Linked DNA regions of Mus musculus: regions 2, 3, 4, 5 and 6 are each linked to region 1. Evidence: chromatin contacts called from public HiChIP or PLAC-seq, capture Hi-C and promoter capture Hi-C data. All regions are on one chromosome and are shown on one strand. The core of a region is the stretch at or near the end of the contact, and the rest is flanking DNA. Distances in the headings are between cores, read along the strand shown.

Region 1 (3,060 bases), core at 285-2,784:
AGGATGAAGAGTTCAAGTTTCTGTCCGCTACAGGCCAGCCTAGGATGCATGACACCCTTTTCAAAAGCGCCAACAGAGGAAGGCATTTCTGTTGAGTGGGAGCTGCCAGTCAAGCGCACCCTCATTGCTGAGGTGGTGCATCTCTCAGGGCAGCTCGCATGCCGTCCACACTGCAGTCATGGTGAGGACCCCACAGCAGCTGCACTGCAAGCATGGCTGAAGACCTGCCATGGTTACAGCCGGTCTAGACCACCGGCCTTAGAAAGCAGCATTCCTAAACAAGACAGAATAAAGGAAACTCTACAGGCCCCTGAAGCCATTTCACAGGGGCCAGGGGAGGATGCTACCCCTGCCCAACTCTCCCTGAAGGCCTTTGGTACAAACTCGATCCTTCATTTGCATTATGGACAATGTCATGATGGCTGTAATACTCTCGCTACACATACCCTTTTCGACCCAAAGCCGTTTGTCTCAGCTTTCTCAGACAGGGCTTCACGTAGCCCTTACCTAATTGTGTAATTACCTCCTCCTCACCCTGTCTTTATTTCCCATATGTCCAGATTACAAATATTGATACCTCACTAGGTTTGACTACAATTTAGAAGCAGTAAGCCATTGCCATCTTTTTACATTAGGCCCATAAATCTTTTGCTATATTTAGGTTTTTGAAATAAGTATGGCAGGCCTGAGGTGGTGATATGAAGAGTAGACTCCAGGTTAGGGTCAGGGCCTGAAACCATAAGCCTGTGACTCTCAGGACTTAAATAGTCCAGCCTAGCTCCTGTTTTGAACTTGGAGGCCCAGGTCAACTAGTCAATAGCCTACCAGCGCCTCCTCACTGCTCAGCATTTCCCCTCTCCTTGGTCTCTCTTCTCCTTTCCTCCCTCCCTCTTTCTATACATACATTGAATGTAGCCCAGGCTCTCACCAAATGGTCTATACACCTCAGGATGATATATAACTCCTAACACACTTGCTTCTACTCCTAAGTGCTGGGATTAATGACATGGGCCACCACACCAGACTCCTTACTCATGATGTCTGAGTAAGACAAAAGAACCAAACCCGGGTGGCTCTTAAATATATATTACATGGATGTATAGTGTTTGGGAGTATAAGGTAGGAGGCCATTGTGGACACGGAGCTTACTTTTGGTCACAGCAGAATGACTGAAATTAGGTGTCATGGTCAAAGGGGATTAGGTTCTCTGAAAGACAGTTTGTAAAGGCGGCAGGAGGGCCACACAGTCGAATGCGACCCTTGGCTGCCGCTCCCAAAACGCCACCACTAAAGTCTTCCAGCCAGTTTTTGCCCATGTGGGACCAACCCATTCTTCCCTACCGGAAGTGGAAGGGGGCGGAGCCGGCGGAAGTTCTATCTCCACCAGGCGCAAGAGGCCAATGTGTAACTTCCTCCCGGGGAGGGGACACTTCCAGTTACTGCGCCCCAACCTAACCCTACGGGTGCCGAGCGCGGCCAGCGCAGTGCGCCTGCGAGCTGTCCCTGCATCCCGCGCGCAGTGGGCGTTACTAACGGACAGCACCGGCCTCTGGGAGTTCAGATACAGTGATGCTTCAGAAACTGTGGACCCTCGGACCCAGCCCCTGTTAATGTTGAAGGACCAGGAAATATGAATCTAGGTAGCAGCTGAGGCTCTAGCTAAGGACCATGCAAAGCGTGTTGGAGAATGTGTTTCCAGCTCACCTAAGTAAAAAAAAAAAGACTACCCGACCCGACCGCACAGATTCGCAGTCGAGTTGAAATCGATCTGAAAAAAAGAATTGGTGCGCGTTAATTTAAACAAATCTCCTAAGATCCAAGGCTACAGGATCCGAGCTCACCAAAGATCACAACACGGGGTATGAGTTCCCGAGAGCCTGCTGTAAATACGCCAGCTATTTAATCTCACTTGGAACCTGCAAGTTAGGTAACATCCAGATCTCCTTCCCAAATGAAGGGCCGTGGCACAGGTTAAGTAAAACTTCATCCTTATTCACCAGTGTGTGCATGTGCGTGTGCGTGGAGATAGTTTTCTCAACCCCTGCCAAAAATGACATTATTTTAGGACCCACTGTTATAATGGTACTAAAAATATTAGGGTAACTTTTTTTCTCATTTATTTTTGAGATGAGGTCTTGCTGTGAACAGCCCATACACTTGTGCTAATCTTGTCTCTGCCTTACAATGCTGCAATTACAGGGCCTGACATCATGTCCAGCCTTTGTTTTTTTTCAGACTGGGTGTGCTTTAGCTCAGCTGTCTGTAAACTTGGGCTGTAGCTGGGGTTTGCCTTGGCACCCCCTACCTGCCTCTCATCCTGCATAAGTGCTGGGAATTACAGCACTGTGCTACTGGCTAGGCGTTTGTTAAAGCTTTGTCAGAAGCTTTGTGTACTTTCTTGAAAAGGTTTTTTGTTTTTTAAAGCAATGTAATAATATATCCTTTGCCTCTTGTACTGACATTGAGGCCTCAAAGCCAAAAGGATTGAAATTGGAGCAACCCTCTCATGTTGGCGGTTAATTGTGGAAATCGCCATGTAAGATGTCTTAGTTGACCCAAGGAATTCAGTGAGGATTCCTTAGCCATTCGCCTTGGAGGAAGTGAAGAAGGCAAGCCAGATGTGGTACGCTCCTGTAATCCCAGCACCTGGGAGACTGAGGCAGAAGGATCGCTGACTGAGAGGCTAGCCTAGATGACACTGTGTGTTCTAGACCAGCCTGGGCAAGAGAGTGATACCTTGTGCCAGAAAACTGAAAAGCGGAAAAATATTTTAAAAAGAACCACAGCAGAAGTGGCTGGGGTGTCGCTCAGTCGTGCTTTGCTTGTCTAGGTCAGGCAAGGCCCTGGGTCGGACCCCCAGCATCACACCAAGTCGAGAGGAGGAGGAGAGAGAGAGCAAAAGTAGGTGTGCTCACCTGCTGAGTCAGCCGAGTCTGCACGCTAACTGTCACTGTGTAGGTGAGGACCTACCAAGTGAGGGTTCTAATCTCGATGACATCACAAGTGTTGCCTGGCACCAAGTAAACAAAAGTTTTCCTGGCCAGTTCTCACCCCAGCCTG
Region 2 (3,060 bases), core at 227-2,726, 430 kb before region 1:
AGAGGTCACAGCATTAGGAAGACTGAGAGCCTCTGGGATCTGTAGCTCGGACCTGGAGCTCAACGTTTTGTGGCGAGGCTGACATGCATTAAAGCACACTCACGTTGGTGCTGGGGATCCAAGCTCAGGACTTTGTGCTTGCACAGCAAGCACCCTCACTCACCGAGCGAGCTCCCAGCCCACCAACCCCTTGTTTTTTGAGACAGGATCTGACTATGCAGGCCAGGCTAGTTTGGAACTCAGAATTCTCCTGTCTCAGCTTTCAAAGGGTTGGGATTCCAGAAGTGCACCACCACACCCAGCAATACACCCTTTTACATCTTTAAATATTCACATGGATACTGATAAAGTCCTGCAAAAGAACCTGCGCCGACCTCATCAGAATGAGCAACTCCTAGAGGTAGTCAGGGTCCCACACCCAAACTTGGGCATATTTAACAGGTCAGTGGTCATGATGTCACCCATCACCCTCCAGACCAGAATGATGAAATATAAAAAGCCCGTGTTAAGAAACTGGGAACACTGACATTGGCTTTACGAGGCAGGATTCTGGACCAAAATTCCAACGCAGAGAATCAAAACAGAAACTATTAACAAAAAGGAAACAAACAAAAAAATGCCATTCTCACAAGGTAACAGGGCTCCGGTCTACATATTTCTCTAGGTCGGACACTTCCAGCGGCACCTTTTGCGTTCATTTCCCTTTGCCACATCCAAGGAGAATTCAGATAGCAGCTCCGCTTGGGCAGCGCCGTGAATTTGGCACGCGCAAAACTGGCGACATGGTTGTTCCAGGAGGCTGGAACCGGCTGCGGAGACAATCAAACGCAACACTTACATACTGCTGAATAAGTCTCCATGGCAGAGTGCACTGTGAAAGGCATTCAGAAGTAGAGGATGCTGTACCGCTGCTGACCTGGGAAGAAAACTTCAAAGTCCACTAGTTTGGGGGTCTATCATCCCTCTAGCTGTCACTGTCACTGTCACTACGCCTATCACTGAGGCGCCCACACCGGGGTCCAGACGCATGGTGAGGTTGTCCACATGGGGTAGGGCCCCAGTCGTTTCCCTTTGCTGGACACTTTCCGGGTACATTATTCAAGGCCCTTGCATGCTTGAGGTCACAGAATCTGCAGCTGCGGGGAACCAGGGAAGGGCAGTGGTGAATGGAGCCCATCCCACAACCAGATCCCGGACGCATCAGGCTCAGAGGAGACAAGGGAGGCTCGGAAGCAGGCTGGGAGACGGCAACTACGTCCGGAGCCCGGACAACGACTGGAAGAGGAGGGGACACAGCGAGCGGGATGCAGGGGGCTCGGAGAGGACTGTGCTCTCACTCAAACACGGGGTCCCGACGGCCGCCGCCCAGCCGGGGTGTCACAGAGCCTTCCGGAGCCGCCTTACCCCAAACCGGGCCAACCGTCCGCCGCTGCCGGCGGACCCCAGCGGAGCGCTCCCCAAGACTTCCGGCGCGTCCATGGCGTCATCAGTGCCCGCGACGGAGGCGACTTCCGACGGAAAAAGTAGCGGGAGGCCGGAAATTATTGTCTTTGGCCTCTGGTTCTGCGAGCCGATTGTGTTTTCGTACCGTCGTAGGTTTTCTTTCTCTTTTCTTTTTCTCTTAACGTTTGTCTTTCTCCCTCCCTCGTCCTCTGCTCTCTCTTCCTTCGCACTTTTATTATTACTTGACAATTTACTGCCTATGTACGAGTCCTTCGTTCTCCCAACCCCGTCCCATTTTCGTGGCCTTGATTTGATTCTTGTGGGTGTGTTTGCTTGTTGTGATCCGCTGAGTGTAATTCTGATTTCTTGTATGTGCGTAGATTTAAAAAGCTATTTTCTTTTTCTTCTTTAAAAAAAAAAAAAGATTTGTTTTATTTATTTTATGTGAGTCCAATGTCGCTGTCTCCAGACACACCAGAAGAGGGCATCAAATCCCATTACAGATGGTTGTGAGCCACCATATGGTTGGGGGGATTTGAACTCAGGACCTCTGGAAGAGCAGTCAGTGCTCTTAACCGCTGAGCCATCTCTCCAGCCCTAGCTATTTTCTTTTTAAGAATTTCTTTCCAAAATATGATCTCAGCTAGGCATAGTGGCCCATGACTTTATTCACCGCCCTAAGGAAACAGAGGCAGGTCTCTCTGAGTCAGAGGTCAGCCTTGTTTACATGAGTTCCGGGACAGGCAGGGCTACATAGCTAGACCTTTTCTAAAACAAAACAAAACAAATGAGCAAACAAAATTAAAGTCCCACCAAATTATACCAGGCTGGCCTTGGGCTTTTGAACCTCCTGTCTCAGCCTAACTTTGGTTGGGATGGCAGGCACACCTAACACAGGAACTGGAATTTTCGAGCACTTTTGACAGAATATGAAGGCTGTCTTGGGTCGGTGCAGGAGAACTGCTGGACTGTGCCGAGCCTTTGCATGTCCTGGCGGGAACTCAGCAGTAACCCTTGACCACCCAGCAGGTACCTAGACAGGGACACCTGTGTCTTCCTGGCAGACACACCACTGGGCCCTGTCCCAACAGTCCCAGCATGTTCCACTGCAGGGGTCACAGTATGTCCCCCTGTGAGTCAGGTTCTGCTGACCGCATGCCCCTACTCCTGCCATCTCTGTGCACAGCTTTAACGTCCTCCCTGTGGGGAGCAGTGACTAGTGTTTTATCCCTGAGGATAAAAAGGCTGTTTTGATAATGGGCAGGCTTGGCTTGAGAGGAGCTGCTGCTAAACATAGCACTGAGAAGGTTCCTGGAGGGGATGGGGGTGCTGCTTTGTCTGAGTGCCCCCCAGGTCCTCCGAGAACTATTCTTGACGCCTCTGAAAAACAGGTTCCCTTTGAGGAAAAAAATGTCTGATCTCTAAGCATTAGCCTCAAAGCTCCCCTCTCCTGTTTGCTTTGCTTCCTACCCCAGCTTCTCATTTCTTTTTCCTTTTAGAAAAAAAAAAAAAAGAAAAGAAAGAAAACAACTACCTTTCTGAATGTATTGTATCCAAGGCCTTTGCAATGTTGGGAGCAGAGTGAGCAGGTGTGGGGAGTCCTGAAAGACTGGTTAC
Region 3 (3,060 bases), core at 239-2,738, 400 kb before region 1:
GTTTTTACCCTGCCCTGTTGTGAAGAATTCTGCAGGTGGCAAGAATTCATTGGTGACAAGTGACACAAGCCATCTCACTTCCCATCACCTAGACGACATTTCCTCTTAATTCACCAAAGCTCTAGCCTTCTCCCTTGCTAACACTCCAGGTTCTAAGCAGTGACTCCTTGGATCTCCTTGGGAGGGCTGCTTCCCTGAAGAGTGAGTCCCTGACAGTGACTACTCTATCAGGTCTCCTCCCCTGAGCCCAGCTAGAGCCAGAATCCCTCCCCCTCCCCCTCCCCTACCCCCACCTCCCACCGCAGCCCATCAGTCACACCATCCCCCACTAGCAGAAGGGATTTGGTTCAAAGGGAAACCCTCAAGTCAGTGGCCACGGAAGGAACAAAAGCTTGAGGCCTGCGGGGCTACACAGTTAGTTCAGGAGCAGCCTGGCAGAGCCTGTTGTAGTGCCTGACACCTGTAAGCTCAGCGCTCTAGAGGCAGAGGCAGGAAGATTGCTGCGAGTTCAAGGCCAGGTTGCTTTATATACAGAAGAGAACCAAGACCATTTCTCAAAGTAAGCAAACAAACAAATCACAAAACAAACAAACAAAAAACCAGCCTGGGAGACTTAGCAAGACATTTAAAATTTAAACATTTTATGTATTTTTTTAATTTTTATTTTTTATGTATGTTTTGTGTATGTTTGCCACGAGTGAGAATATTTTTATTTTGAGGCATACTCTAAGTTACCAAGGCTGGCTTTGAACTGGAGATCCTGTTGCTTCAGCCTGACTAGTAGCTAGGATGAGAAGTGGCCCCATCAGCCTAGCCTGGCCCTGGGAAGATTCACAAAGCCTCCTGTGGTTGGTCACTGGGACCGCCCCTTCTGTTGGGGCCGCCCCTCCCACCTCCAGCGCTAAGGTTTCTAAAGCATATGGTTCATTTGGAATTGAGAGAGATTTGAGCAGATGGAAAAGAGTTAAGAAGAGGGAACCTTGGAAAACCGATGTTTCATAGAAACCAGATGATAAAGCAGGCTCTGGCCCGAGGTGTGACCTCATTCACCAAAGAGCACAAAGGGAACCCGGCCTGGCGGTGCAGGCGGGTAATTGTAGCTACTTGAGAAGCAGGAGAATCACAAGTCCACGGCTCGCCTAGATTATTGAGTTAGTTCTAGGTCAGCCTGGGCAACTTAATGAGCCTCTGCCTTGAAACAGAAAGAAAGAGGGCTGGAGATAAAACTCAAGAGGCAGATCTCATGCTTACCATCCCCCAACGAGGAGATGGGACGTTGGCTCAGAGGTAGACCCTGCTTTCAGCAAGCCGCACCCCAAAACAAAACAAAACAAAACAAGAAACCCAAATTAAGACTTCAAATGAATACCATTTGAGTTTTTCATAACAAAAGGGGAGAATTTTTCTTTATACAGTCCGGATTGGTGGTGTCATCCGAGACTACGCCCACCCTCCTCCCCCCCAACCCCCCCCCCCACCCCCCGTCTTAGTATAGACCCTGAACCACTGAGGTAGTATCCCAGCTGACCTCTGCCCTCTTCCTAAAAGCCTCACGTGTGTCTCCACCATATGATGCTTCAGTGGGATATGACACCTGTCTGTGTCCAGCAAACCTGCAGAGGGACTCAGGCCTAGGAAGGCCTCCACAGACAGAGCCGTACCAGCTTCTGTCCCTCTCTTCTCTCTCCAGCAGAACCGCCACGGCAGCAATGCCAGCCACCAATCAAGGCTGGCCCGAGGACTTCGGCTTCCAGCTGGGCGGCTCTGGCCCCTGCTTCGTGATAGAGGTGGCTGAAGGAAGCAGCGCGCACGCTGGGGGGTTGCGGCCGGGGGATCAGATCCTGGAAGTGGAGGGGCTGGCTGTGGGTGGCCTGAGCCGAGAGCGCATCGTGCGCTTGGCACGGCGCTGCCCTCGAGTGCCACCCAGCCTCGGTGTGCTCCCAGGCCCCGAGGGTGGCCCCACAGCCTTGACAGCAGCCTGGCTAACCCGGCGATTTGGCCGCAGCCTCCCGCTGAGCCGCGAACTGCTGCGTTTGGCTGGTGGTCCCAGACCAGATGCTGTGCACAGAGAGCGCAGGCGCAAGGCCCAGGAGTTCAGCTGCCAGGTAAGGCGCCCAGGGGAGGAAGGGGCTGGGCACAACCCTGTGCCGCCGCTGAGAAAAGTTTTCGTTGTTTGTTTGTCTGATTGTTTTGCTGTTTGGTTGGTTGGTTTTGGTTTTTCGAGACAGGGTTTCTCTGTGTAGCCCTGGCTGTCCTGGAACTCACTCTGTAGACCAGGCTGACCTCAAACTCAGAGATCTGCCTGCCACTGTACCCCCACCCCCACCGGCACCCCTGAGTGCTCGGTAAGCAAAATTCTTAAGGAAGATTTACAAAGCAAGTTTCTAGCCAGCATGGGCTACATAGTGAGATCCTGCCTCCAAAACAGATGATTCATAGGTGATGGATTCACTGATTGATGGTAAACAGATGATATATAAATTAATAGATGTTTGAGAGATGATAGCTAGACAGGTAAGTAGGTAGATAGCAGGCAGATAGTCAGATGATAGACAGGTCCATAGATAGATATAAACAGGTTCAACCATAAACAGGGTTTCTCTGTGTAGCCCTGGCTGTCCTGGAACGCACTTTGTAGACCAGGCTGGCCTCGAACTCAGAAATCCGCCTGCCTCTGCCTCCCGAGTGCTGGGATTAAAGGCGTGCGCCACCACACCTGACTGGCTTCTACTTCTTGACAAAGATATTTGAACTCCTAAACTTGTTCTCCACAGAAGGGAAACTCCTCAATTCTGGCCCTGAGTAGGTGTGTGTGTGTGGGGGGGTGACCATTAGGATTTGGGGGGGTCTCAGAAGCAAAACTAAAAAAGTCTACTATTCAACCACACAGAGTTCTCTATTGTGGTCCAGGCAGTCTTCCAGAATGGCTGGCGACCATGCAAGATTCCTCCCACCATCATAATGTGAAGCTTCAGAGTTGGGAGGGGCAGTGGAGGGGCAGAGGGGGAGATTGCTGTGGAGTGTCCTTTGACCCCCACCTGCATGCTGTGACATTCATTT
Region 4 (3,060 bases), core at 183-2,682, 350 kb before region 1:
AACATTAATAGTAAGGAGCTGGCTAATCGGGGGCTGGGGATTGAACTCCAGACCTCATGTATGGCTAGTGACTGCTTTATTAACTGAGCCATCTCCAAGGTAACCCATGACGCATGGGTTAGTGCTTCAGCCCCATCTTCCCACCCTGCTCCATCATTTAAGCCTCCAAGTTTCTTCTTAAATGGCAAACAAGAAACACTGTAAATCCAGAAAGATTGCTGACACATGTCTGCGAGAAACACAGCCCAGATCTCCAGCACCCACATAAATGCTAGGCTGTGTTGAAGCCTGGGAGATAGAGACAGGGGATCCCTTCGGCAAGCTGGCCTGCTAGACTAGCCAAATCAGCAAGCTCTGGGTTCAAGTGTGATGCCTTGCTTCAATATATAAGGTGTAACAGGATCTAGAAGGTCCTAGAAATAGCTGGCCTCACAGCCTACACATGTGCACACACACGTGTGAACAGACATATAAAAGCAAAAAGAAAGAAGAGGAAGAGGAGGGAGAGGAAAGAAAAAGAAGTGGTGGGGTTGCTCAGCGGCTAAAGGGGCTTGTCACCAAGCCTGGAGATTTGAGCCTAGTCCCAGGAACCAACAAGATGGAAGGAGAGAACTGGGCCTGACTGGATGTGCCCACACAGTCCACAAATAAATTTTTATTTTTATTTTTATTGTTTCAGGGGTGTGTGTGTGTGTGTGTGTGTGTGTGCGCGCGCACACACATGAAGGCACCCTCAGAGGTGAGAGGTGTCAGATAGAACTGGAGTTCCAGGCTGTTGTGAGTCTGCAGTTGTGGGTGCTGGGACTCGAAATCAGGTCTATTAGAAGAACAGCAATTGCTCTTATCCACTGGGCCAGCTCTCCATCCCTAATACAAAATTTTAATGTAATTTTAAATAAAAATTAATAGATTTTGACAGATTTCTTATGACTTATTTTTATTATTATTTAAAATGTGTGTGTTAGTTTGTGTGTGGGTGTGTGCATGGGCGTGCAGGTGCTCTCAAAGGCCAGAAGCAATGAATTCCCTGGAGTTGGTGTTAAAGGTGATGTAAGCTCCCCGAGGTTAGGAGCTGGGCATCGAACTTCGGTCCTATACAAGAGAAGCTGGAGTTCTTAATCACAGAAATTTTAATCTTGCTTTCTACCCTCGCAATGCCTCTGAGATAGGTATTTCTGCTATCTTAGTAGGGAATGGAAAAAAAAACAAGACAATACTCACAACTGAGTGGCATTTCAAAAACTTAGAGAAGGAAATCGCTGGCACCTAGGCGGAAACCCTGGAGACGGAAATTGCGGAGGACTCTGGGTCCTCAGTTGACCGTCCACGCGGGATGTAAAGTCCGGCTGCTCACCGACGCTGGGCCTTTAAGGGGCGTGGCGGGGGCGTGGCCCCAGCGGTCGCCCGCTCTCCCAGGCTGCCCCGCGCGCGCGACGGCAGTTCGGCCACGTCCCTGGCCACGTCGCGCCCGCTCCCGCCATCTTTCGCCGCTTCCTCTCTCCGGGGCTGCTGTCGCCGCGTCCCGAGTCGCTGCCTAGCTCCGGTGCCGCTGTGCCGCGCCGACCGCCGCCGCCATGAACATCTTCCGGCTGACTGGGGACCTGTCCCACCTGGCGGCCATCGTCATCCTACTGCTGAAGATCTGGAAGACGCGCTCCTGTGCTGGTGAGCGGCCGCCGGGGCGAGGCGCGCGGGGCAGGAGCGCGCGCGTTTGGCCCATTCGACCGACCCATTCGGCTCTCGGTCGTTCCGGAGGCTTTGTGCCGGGCTTGCGATGGCCAGACACACCCATCTCGGCCTGCTCGGCGGGCAACGAAACCCCTCCGAGTGTGCACACGGGCTGGGGTGTCCGTCGCAGCTCTGGGCCCCCCAGTTCTGCGCTTGGTCCGCTCGCGAACTTGATCCGTCCTGGCTCAGCGAGCGCTGGCGTAACTGCCCCCGCGTCCTGCTGCATCTGAAAAGTTTAGCACGGGATCTGTGGGGCTCTAGTGGGCGTGTCCCTCTCCATGGGACTTTTGGGGGGCGCCTCTGAGTCCCCAGGAATCAATGGGAGACTTGCTCGAGGAGGATGGATAGGACCACAGACTAGCTGGGCCTGACGTGGCAGCCAGGCCACCCGCGAAGGTGGGGCTGGCTGGAGGAAGAGGGGCATCCTGCTATTCATTCTGTTATCTTCAAGGACAAGCAGAGGATGGGATGTGGGGGCAGGATGGTGTCAGGTCTGGCCTGTGCTTACAGTTGATGAGGCTACAACTCAAGCCTTGGGGTTCGGGATCTCATGCGTCATAAAAAGAGATGTGGATCTTTTAAGTGAGTTGCTTGGCATAGTTTTCATGTTACTCTGAGAAGCAAGCTAGTTTTTCATCCTTGAGTGTGGCCGTCTAATAACTGGTTCTCTTAAACTGCCAGCGCTGGGTACCACAGAGGCCTCTGTTCTCGGCTAGTATCCTTGCTCCACGTCACCATTGAGTTGGCGCTGTACCTCCCTCAAACTACATTGCAGAGAGGCAGTAGAGTGAACTTTCCTCACATAATAGCTGTGGACTTCTGCCTTTCGTTAAATATTAGGAATCTTACAAGTTTTAGATAAGTTCTTGGTGAGTGTGATGGTGCTTGCCTGTAATCCCAGCACTCGAGAGGTGGTAACCTGAGGTTCAGGAATTCAAAATGAGAATGGACTACATGCTGGTCCTGTCTCCAAAAACACCCCCTGCTCCCCAAAAACCCATTAATTAATTGATTGATTAAATAAATATATTCTTAAAATACTGTCCTTAATGCTATGTCCCCAAATGAAATAACTTTGTAAACTCAAATTTAATTTTTTTCAGAGACAGCAGAAAATAGAAGTCCTAAAGGCCCTGGGTGATGGAGACGCCACCTATCTGGTTTATTAATAACACCTCATCTAAAGTAGCACCGCCCCTTTGACTCTGCTCTCTGAAGGTCTCATCTCTCCCTGGAACATAGTTGAGATCCAGGAAGTAAGCACAACCCAAAAGACCTTTGCCCGATCGAAGTGGACGTCACAAAGTCCTTGTACTGAACCAGGGGATCTGA
Region 5 (3,060 bases), core at 153-2,652, 290 kb before region 1:
TTTCCTGTTCTTCCTCTTCCTCCCTCCCCCAAAACCAGGTCACTCCAAACCTAGGTTACCTCTAATTCCTCCAGCAATTGACTGTAGCCAATTTTATTTAATCAGTAGTTTTAAATCAAGGAACAAGGTTTGCACAACAAAAATTTGTAAGTAGAAGACCTAGACCTGTGGGTGTAGAATTTAGCATGACAACACCAAATCTCAACAACCCTCAATTTCTAACCCTTTTGTCTCCACCTCCCAACACCTGTCCCACCACTTCTGGTTTACACAGTAGCTAGGATTGGAAACCAAGGCTTTGTGCATGCCAGGCACAGTACTCTGCCAACTTAGTTACATCCCCATCCTCAGGATGGACATTTTCACAAATCCCGCATCTTCTCAGCTAATTATAAGTCCAGATCTTAAAACTAAACCCCTTGCCTGACACCATCTCTGTTGATCAGCTTGTCTGGCAGCAGGCAGACTTGGGCCAGGGAGTGATTAAGCACCATAAAGAAACCAGAGTTAGGAAAAGGGCTAAGGAGACGGCTCAGGAGTTAAAGCACTTGCTATACTAGTGTGAGGACTAAAGTTCAGATTCCCAGAAACTCAGGAAAGTGCAGGATGGGTGTGGTAGCACACCTGTTATTACAGCCTGGTACGGGGGAAATCAGAAGATCTCCGCAGCAAGCTGGCTCGCAGGACCAGCCGGCTCACCGAGCTTTGTGTTTGATTGAGAGAACCTGCCTCAGCAAGGTGGAAGAGCTGGGTACAGTTCTTGATAACATCCTCAGACCCCCACATGCATGAGCACATGTATACAGGCACCTACATACGTGCGCCCCACCACACATGCAAAAACACGCGCACACACACATGCACACCACCGACACTAAAAATCTGGGGAGCTAAAATGTGTGTGGGAGTACAGCAGGTAGATGATGAGGGAACACAGACACTAATTAGAGGCTTTTGATGTAAGACTCCGCTAGAAAAGTCTCTGGAAAGGATTAACATGCACTTTACGCCGAAGCACAGACTTGCAAGTCTTAGACATAATTTAGACCAGGTCTGATGGTTCTCCTCGGTCACCAGGGGGACCGTGGGGAAGAATGGGAACTAGCATTAGTGAGACCAGGCAGGGGAAGGGATGAAGATGGATAAAGCACGGTGTGTGTGGAGAGAGAGAGAAGAGGAATGGAGGTGCTAAAAGGCGTACAGTAAAGTCATCCCAAGCTAGAAAGATTCAGAGACCCAGACCTACGTCCTAGCTTCACTATTCATAGGCGCGGCTCTCTAGGGAGAGCATTCTCTCCAGATCTTTTTAAATCCTCAGTCTATTAAACAGAAATGACCACACCGGAATGGACTTCATACGCCACCGACCGGCACTTAACAGCCAGCAGCTGACTTCCGGGTCAGGGGACCTGGGAAGGAGGCAAAGACAGCAAAGTGCGCGTCTCTTGTGGGCGCGCTCCGGACTCGGGCCGGAGGCGCATGCGCGGGTCTTTACGTAGGCTTGCGCCTTGGCGCTGCTGGGGACCCCCTCCAGACACGCGCGGAGTCAGAAGGGTGCGCGCGGCTTAGGCGGCGCGGTGGGAGGTGCGCCATGCCGGGGATGGTGCTGTTCGGCCGGCGCTGGTCTCTAGCCAGCGACGACTTGGTGTTCCCCGGGTCTTTTGAGCTGTTCCTGCGTGTGCTGTGGTAAGTGAGGCCGCCGTGAGGGTGGGAGGCGCGCTGGTTAAGGCGACAAAAGTCGTGCCTTCTTGGTGCTTAAGGGGCAACCGCGCCCCCGGAGCACAATCTGTCTGCACCTAGGATATAGAGGCAGTCGCTCTGTGTATTTGACAGGGTCCGGGACCTTCAGCTCTGCAGGGTAGGAGCCGAGCCCTAGGGTGCAGCGCCGAGCCCTAGCCTCGAGAGCGTGAGGGAAATGTGAGCATCTAAAAACCATAGCCCCCAGGTCTCTCCTTCCTGAAGCCCGCGGCTCCGGAACTTTGGATCACACCTGTCCTTTTTCTTGCTGGGAGGGTATCAAAGTCCCTGTCAATGCAAAACAATAATCTGGGAAATAGCAATTTCGGAGCAATTCATAGAAACCAGGATAATAGGCCGGTTTTGCAAAATGCAGCTAGGCTCAGTGGGAAACGGCACCGGTGGGTGAAGTCAGCCCCTGGCACGCCTGCCGACGAGGAATAACGTTCTTAGAAAAAAAGCATTCTCAAGAGGTAAAGGAATAGGAGCAGCAAAGCCCTTTCTAGACAGGCCGGGTTTTTCTCAGATCGTTTTTAGTCTGAAACTCCTGACACGGAGCTCTGGTGTTTGGACAGAAAAAGTTATCTAGGGGCTGAAGGTGTAACAGTTCCTTTTGGTAGAGTACTCACCTAACATGAAGGAGGCCCTTGTGTGCACGGGATCCCCAGCACCACACAGAACTGATAGTGGCGGCTCTCACCTGTAAATCCCAGGACTAGGGGGTGGTGTAAGAGCATCTGCGGAGAGCATCTGCGGTTCACAGTCATCCTTGGATATACAGTGAGTCATAGGGGAGTTGCACAAGACCCTCCCTCAAAAAAAAAAAAAAAAAAGAGGTGCGGGGGGAGGGGTGGTACGGGGACAGAAAAGTTATCTAGACCAATCTTACCTTTATTTTTTCCCCTCTAGTGCTTGAGCCCGGGCTTCACGTATGCTAGGCTTTGAGTTAAATCCTCCCCACCTCAGATGACACCTCTTAGGGCTTTGGAATGTCAATCTTTAATTGGACCATCTTGGGCAGCAGGGGAGCTCAGATGGGTAAAGGTGCTTGCCGCCAAGCCTGATGACCTAAATTGTTATCTCCGGGACCCACATGGTAGGAGGAGAACTGGCTCCTTTAAGTTGCTCTCTGACCTCCCTCCGAAGGTGTGGGATGGCATAGTCTTCCTCAAATAAATAGATATAGTTTTTTAAAAAGGTGGACGTTCTTGCTAAGCGGGTCTGTTTGCTGCTGAAGTCCCTCCAGGGGGATTCAGTGGCTCCATTCCCTCTGGAGATTCATGCTATCGTTGTTCACCGCCGAGTTACAAAATACAGTCAAGA
Region 6 (3,060 bases), core at 366-2,865, 260 kb after region 1:
GGGTCTGGTGGCACACGTCACGAATCCCAGCACTCTGGAGGCAGAGATAGGAGAGTCTCTGAGTTGGAGGCCAGCCTGGTCTACAGAGTGAGTTCCAGGACAGCCAGGGCTACACAGAGAAACCCTGTATTGATGGGAAAAAACAAAAAACAAAAAGCACCTCCAAAAAACAAAATTCATTGTGATTTTGTAACTACTGCAAGCCATCAGTGTAAGAGGTAATTGTGATATTCACCAAATCACATCTCATCAGTAGGACAAGATGAAAGTCTCAGATTTCTTCCCATGTGTCAGAAACCCTCACAAGGAAGATGCAGGTGTGCGCGTGTACAAGAATACAGGATCCACAATTGCACCAAGTTGGTTCGGGAGCACTTGGGCTGACAGCCTCTAAATAGGGCTTTTTTTTTTTAAGATTTATTTATTTATTTATTTATTTATTTATTATATGTAAGTACTTATTTATTTATTTATTTATTTATTTATTTATTATATGTAAGTACACTGTAGCTGTCTTCAGACACACCAGAAGAGGGCATCAGATCTCATTACGGGTGGTTGTGAGCCACCATGTGGTTGCTGGGATTTGAACTTCGGACCTTCAGAAGAGCAGTCGGGTGCTCTTACCCACTGAGCCATCTCACCAGCCCCTAAATAGGGCTTTGATCTGCTTGCAACAAAACACAGTTCTAGGCATGTTTTGAGGAAGTTGCCACTGTCAACTCGGAGTAAAAAAAAACGCTTATAACTTCGATTTTGGGTGCTCCCTTCGGCAGCACATATACTAAAATTGGAATGATACAGAGATTAGCATGGCCCCTGTGCAAGGATGACACTCAAATTCGTGAAGCGTTCCATTTTTTTCCAACGTTTATCCTAGACACAGTGAAAAACTATTTCATTCTAATGTTTACCCTAGATAGAATGATTCTACTAGAGTTCGACTATGATACCTGAATATACACCTAAAGCACTCTTAACTCCTACCATCACAGAAATGCTTGCACATAAATCTTTATTGCTACATTAATGACATTAGCCACAAGCTGGAACCAGCATAGATATCAACCAAACAGTTTAGTGGATAGAAATGTGTTAAAACACAATGAGATTTTAGTTAGCCGGAAGGAAAAATAAAGTAACAGTAACATTTCCAGAAAACAAAACATCAATTTTGGGGAAAACAAGAAAAAAGAAAAAATTAACTTTGTGAAGCGCCTCCAAGTTTTTAGTTTTGTTTCATTTTCCCTCTTTTGGGAGCTCTGTCCTACCAATCTGGCTCCACCTTTGCAATCGAAGATTCCAAGAGAGGAGTCAAGTTCGATCTTAATTGCCCAGACCTGACGCGATGGGAAAGACTTTCAAGCCGGGCGGAGGGATTAACCTGGGACCTCCGTTGCCAGGACGGGCTGCGGCATCAGGGGCCGGGCACGGAGCAGGCTCGCGGCCCCTTCGGCTTACCTCTCCCTCGCGCGGCCCGAAACGGGGGTTGTAGATGAAGAAGCTCAGCAGCGCTGGCGGGAACTGCTTCTCCTGGGCCGCCCAAGCACCCGGCCCGGCCGCGGCTGCCGCCATCCCGGCCCGGCCCCCGTTTCGGGAGGCTCCCCTCCGCCCGCTCCGAGGCAGCAGCCTTAGGGAACACCGCACTTCCGCCTCGCTAGCCGGCGGCCCGGAAGAGCTCGAAACTGACCCAGAAGAAAAACCTGCAGTGCCCAGTCCCTCTCTGATAGGTCCGTGTGGAACCAGTTCCCTCGTGTTTATTGGGCTGGAGTGTTTTCAATTATATCAGCTCTCAGCTGGCTGTCATGGCTAAAGGCGAAGACCACGAATTTCAAGAGAAATGTAACAATGGATTGGGGTGGGGGGGGTGTTGTTTCTTTTCTTTTGTTTGTTTGTTTGTTTGTTTGTTTGGATAGGGGTTCACTATGTACACCAGGTTGGCCTCTAACTCACAGAGATCCTCATGCCTCAGCCTCCTGGGTGCTGGCATTAAAGGCGTCATGGATACGGTATTTTTTAAGTGTGAAAAAACGTTTAGGGGAACACATTTTTCTTGAAGGTAGCCAGTTTACATCTGTTGTTGGTTGGTTTTTGGTTTTGTTGTTGTTGTTGTTGTTGTTGTTGTTGTTGTTGTTTTACATTTATTTATTTGTCCTCCAGGGAGGGGGATGTCCTGGCACGTGTATGAAGGTCAGAGGACAACTTGTTGAAATTGCTTCTCCCCTTCAGCACCACATAAACTGGGTGTGGCTGGCACGCCCTGGTGTGGTGGAGGCAGGAGGATCATAAGTCAAGGTCAACCTCGAATATATAGCACTTTTACTTACATCAATTATAAGCAATGGACTATAAGCAAAAGCAAAAATGTCCAAATTTACCTTGCCACAGAACTGGAGAGATGGTTCTACAATTAAGAGCACTGGCTGCTTTCACTAAGGACCTGGATTTAGTTCCAGCTCATAATGGCCAATAACTCCAGCTGCAGGGCATCTGATGCCTCTTTTGGCCTCTGTGGGCACTTGCTCAAATGTGGCACACATAAATTCATGCAAGCACACATATACGTATAAAATAAATCAATCCTTTTTTTTTTAATCTACCCTATCACCAACAAAGCTGATTTTCTTGGAACAAGTGAAAACCTGTAAATCTATAGTCTTCTCAGTGAATAAATCAACAGGCCTAGTGGAAAATATCCTGTCGATTCAGATTTCATCTGTCTTCTAAAGTGTTTGTGAGGTAATCCTATACCCTAGCCGTTACAGAAGAGATACGGGGTAGGTTTTTGCTTGAAATTGGATTCGTGAGCAGTCGTTTACGCAACACTAAACTGTAGTTGCTACACAGAACTATGTAAGCATGCAAATCGACAAGTGTTTCCCATACGTGCTTCATTTTCATTTTGATACAGAAAGAACTATTTTGAAAATCTATAGGTTCTCTAGGCATGGGGGCACAGGCGCTCAGGGTGTTGAAACAGGTGCATTACCAGCTATAAGATAGTCTGAGCTACAGAATGAGTCCCTGTCTCAAAAACAGTTTTGTTGTTCCTATAAGCAA

Evidence for each region. Promoter capture Hi-C pulls out the DNA fragments that hold promoters and counts their contacts. HiChIP or PLAC-seq counts read pairs in DNA pulled down with a chosen protein or histone mark. Capture Hi-C pulls out chosen DNA fragments and counts their contacts.
Region 2: a contact with region 1 is called in an H3K4me3 HiChIP or PLAC-seq map of bone marrow-derived macrophages, with 5 times the contacts expected there. The contact joins the promoter of Zdhhc4 here to the promoter of D130017N08Rik in region 1. A contact is called at or near these places in 2 of 39 promoter capture datasets (hematopoietic stem and progenitor cells and liver), 1 of 15 datasets of contacts at CTCF or cohesin (the NIH/3T3 cell line), 2 of 115 datasets of contacts at active chromatin or transcription factors (bone marrow-derived macrophages and memory CD8 T cells) and 3 of 9 other capture datasets (adipose tissue, liver and pancreatic islet).
Region 3: a capture Hi-C map of embryonic stem cells shows a contact between it and region 1, with 3 times the contacts expected there. The contact joins the promoter of Grid2ip here to the promoter of D130017N08Rik in region 1. A contact is called at or near these places in 1 of 484 Hi-C or Micro-C datasets (the G1E-ER4 cell line) and 1 of 9 other capture datasets (embryonic stem cells).
Region 4: an H3K4me3 HiChIP or PLAC-seq map of stem cell-derived neural progenitor cells shows a contact between it and region 1, with 27 read pairs. The contact joins the promoter of Kdelr2 here to the promoter of D130017N08Rik in region 1. A contact is called at or near these places in 1 of 39 promoter capture datasets (liver), 2 of 115 datasets of contacts at active chromatin or transcription factors (neural tube and stem cell-derived neural progenitor cells) and 1 of 9 other capture datasets (liver).
Region 5: a contact with region 1 is called in a promoter capture Hi-C map of embryonic stem cells, with 2.6 times the contacts expected there. The contact joins the promoter of Daglb here to the promoter of D130017N08Rik in region 1. A contact is called at or near these places in 4 of 39 promoter capture datasets (the 3T3-L1 cell line, cranial neural crest, embryonic stem cells and 1 more), 1 of 484 Hi-C or Micro-C datasets (embryonic stem cells), 1 of 115 datasets of contacts at active chromatin or transcription factors (fetal liver) and 1 of 9 other capture datasets (adipose tissue).
Region 6: a FOXA1 HiChIP or PLAC-seq map of pancreatic cancer cells shows a contact between it and region 1. The contact joins the promoter of Ccz1 here to the promoter of D130017N08Rik in region 1. A contact is called at or near these places in 1 of 484 Hi-C or Micro-C datasets (granulosa cells), 1 of 115 datasets of contacts at active chromatin or transcription factors (pancreatic cancer cells) and 2 of 9 other capture datasets (adipose tissue and pancreatic islet).

Annotation. Positions count from the first base shown.
Region 1 is chr5:143,756,820-143,759,879 of GRCm38.p6, forward strand. D130017N08Rik (RIKEN cDNA D130017N08 gene) reads left to right here and starts at 1,535. Exons shown (of 2, transcript NR_015486.2): 1 at 1,535-1,970. It also overlaps a transcript of Usp42 not described here.
Region 2 is chr5:143,327,762-143,330,821 of GRCm38.p6, forward strand. It overlaps Zdhhc4 (zinc finger, DHHC domain containing 4), which reads right to left and starts at 1,477. Exons shown (of 8, transcript NM_028379.5): 1 at 1,405-1,477; 2 at 630-809. 0610040B10Rik (RIKEN cDNA 0610040B10 gene) reads left to right here and starts at 1,547. Exons shown (of 2, transcript NR_027874.1): 1 at 1,547-1,592.
Region 3 is chr5:143,355,842-143,358,901 of GRCm38.p6, forward strand. Grid2ip (glutamate receptor, ionotropic, delta 2 (Grid2) interacting protein 1) reads left to right here and starts at 1,489. Exons shown (of 22, transcript NM_001159321.2): 1 at 1,489-2,105. The coding sequence starts at 1,710.
Region 4 is chr5:143,402,388-143,405,447 of GRCm38.p6, forward strand. Kdelr2 (KDEL (Lys-Asp-Glu-Leu) endoplasmic reticulum protein retention receptor 2) reads left to right here and starts at 1,433. Exons shown (of 5, transcript NM_025841.4): 1 at 1,433-1,665. The coding sequence starts at 1,575. Gm20635 (a long non-coding RNA gene) reads right to left here and starts at 1,355. Exons shown (of 3, transcript XR_868670.2): 1 at 1,222-1,355.
Region 5 is chr5:143,463,091-143,466,150 of GRCm38.p6, forward strand. Daglb (diacylglycerol lipase, beta) reads left to right here and starts at 1,403. Exons shown (of 15, transcript NM_144915.3): 1 at 1,403-1,686. The coding sequence starts at 1,592.
Region 6 is chr5:144,013,238-144,016,297 of GRCm38.p6, forward strand. It overlaps Ccz1 (CCZ1 vacuolar protein trafficking and biogenesis associated), which reads right to left and starts at 1,616. Exons shown (of 15, transcript NM_177682.3): 1 at 1,462-1,616. The coding sequence starts at 1,575. Gm24311 (a small nuclear RNA gene) reads left to right here and starts at 761; the gene lies at 761-864. It overlaps Gm33427 (a long non-coding RNA gene), which reads left to right and starts at 1,922. Exons shown (of 2, transcript XR_377194.2): 1 at 1,922-2,739.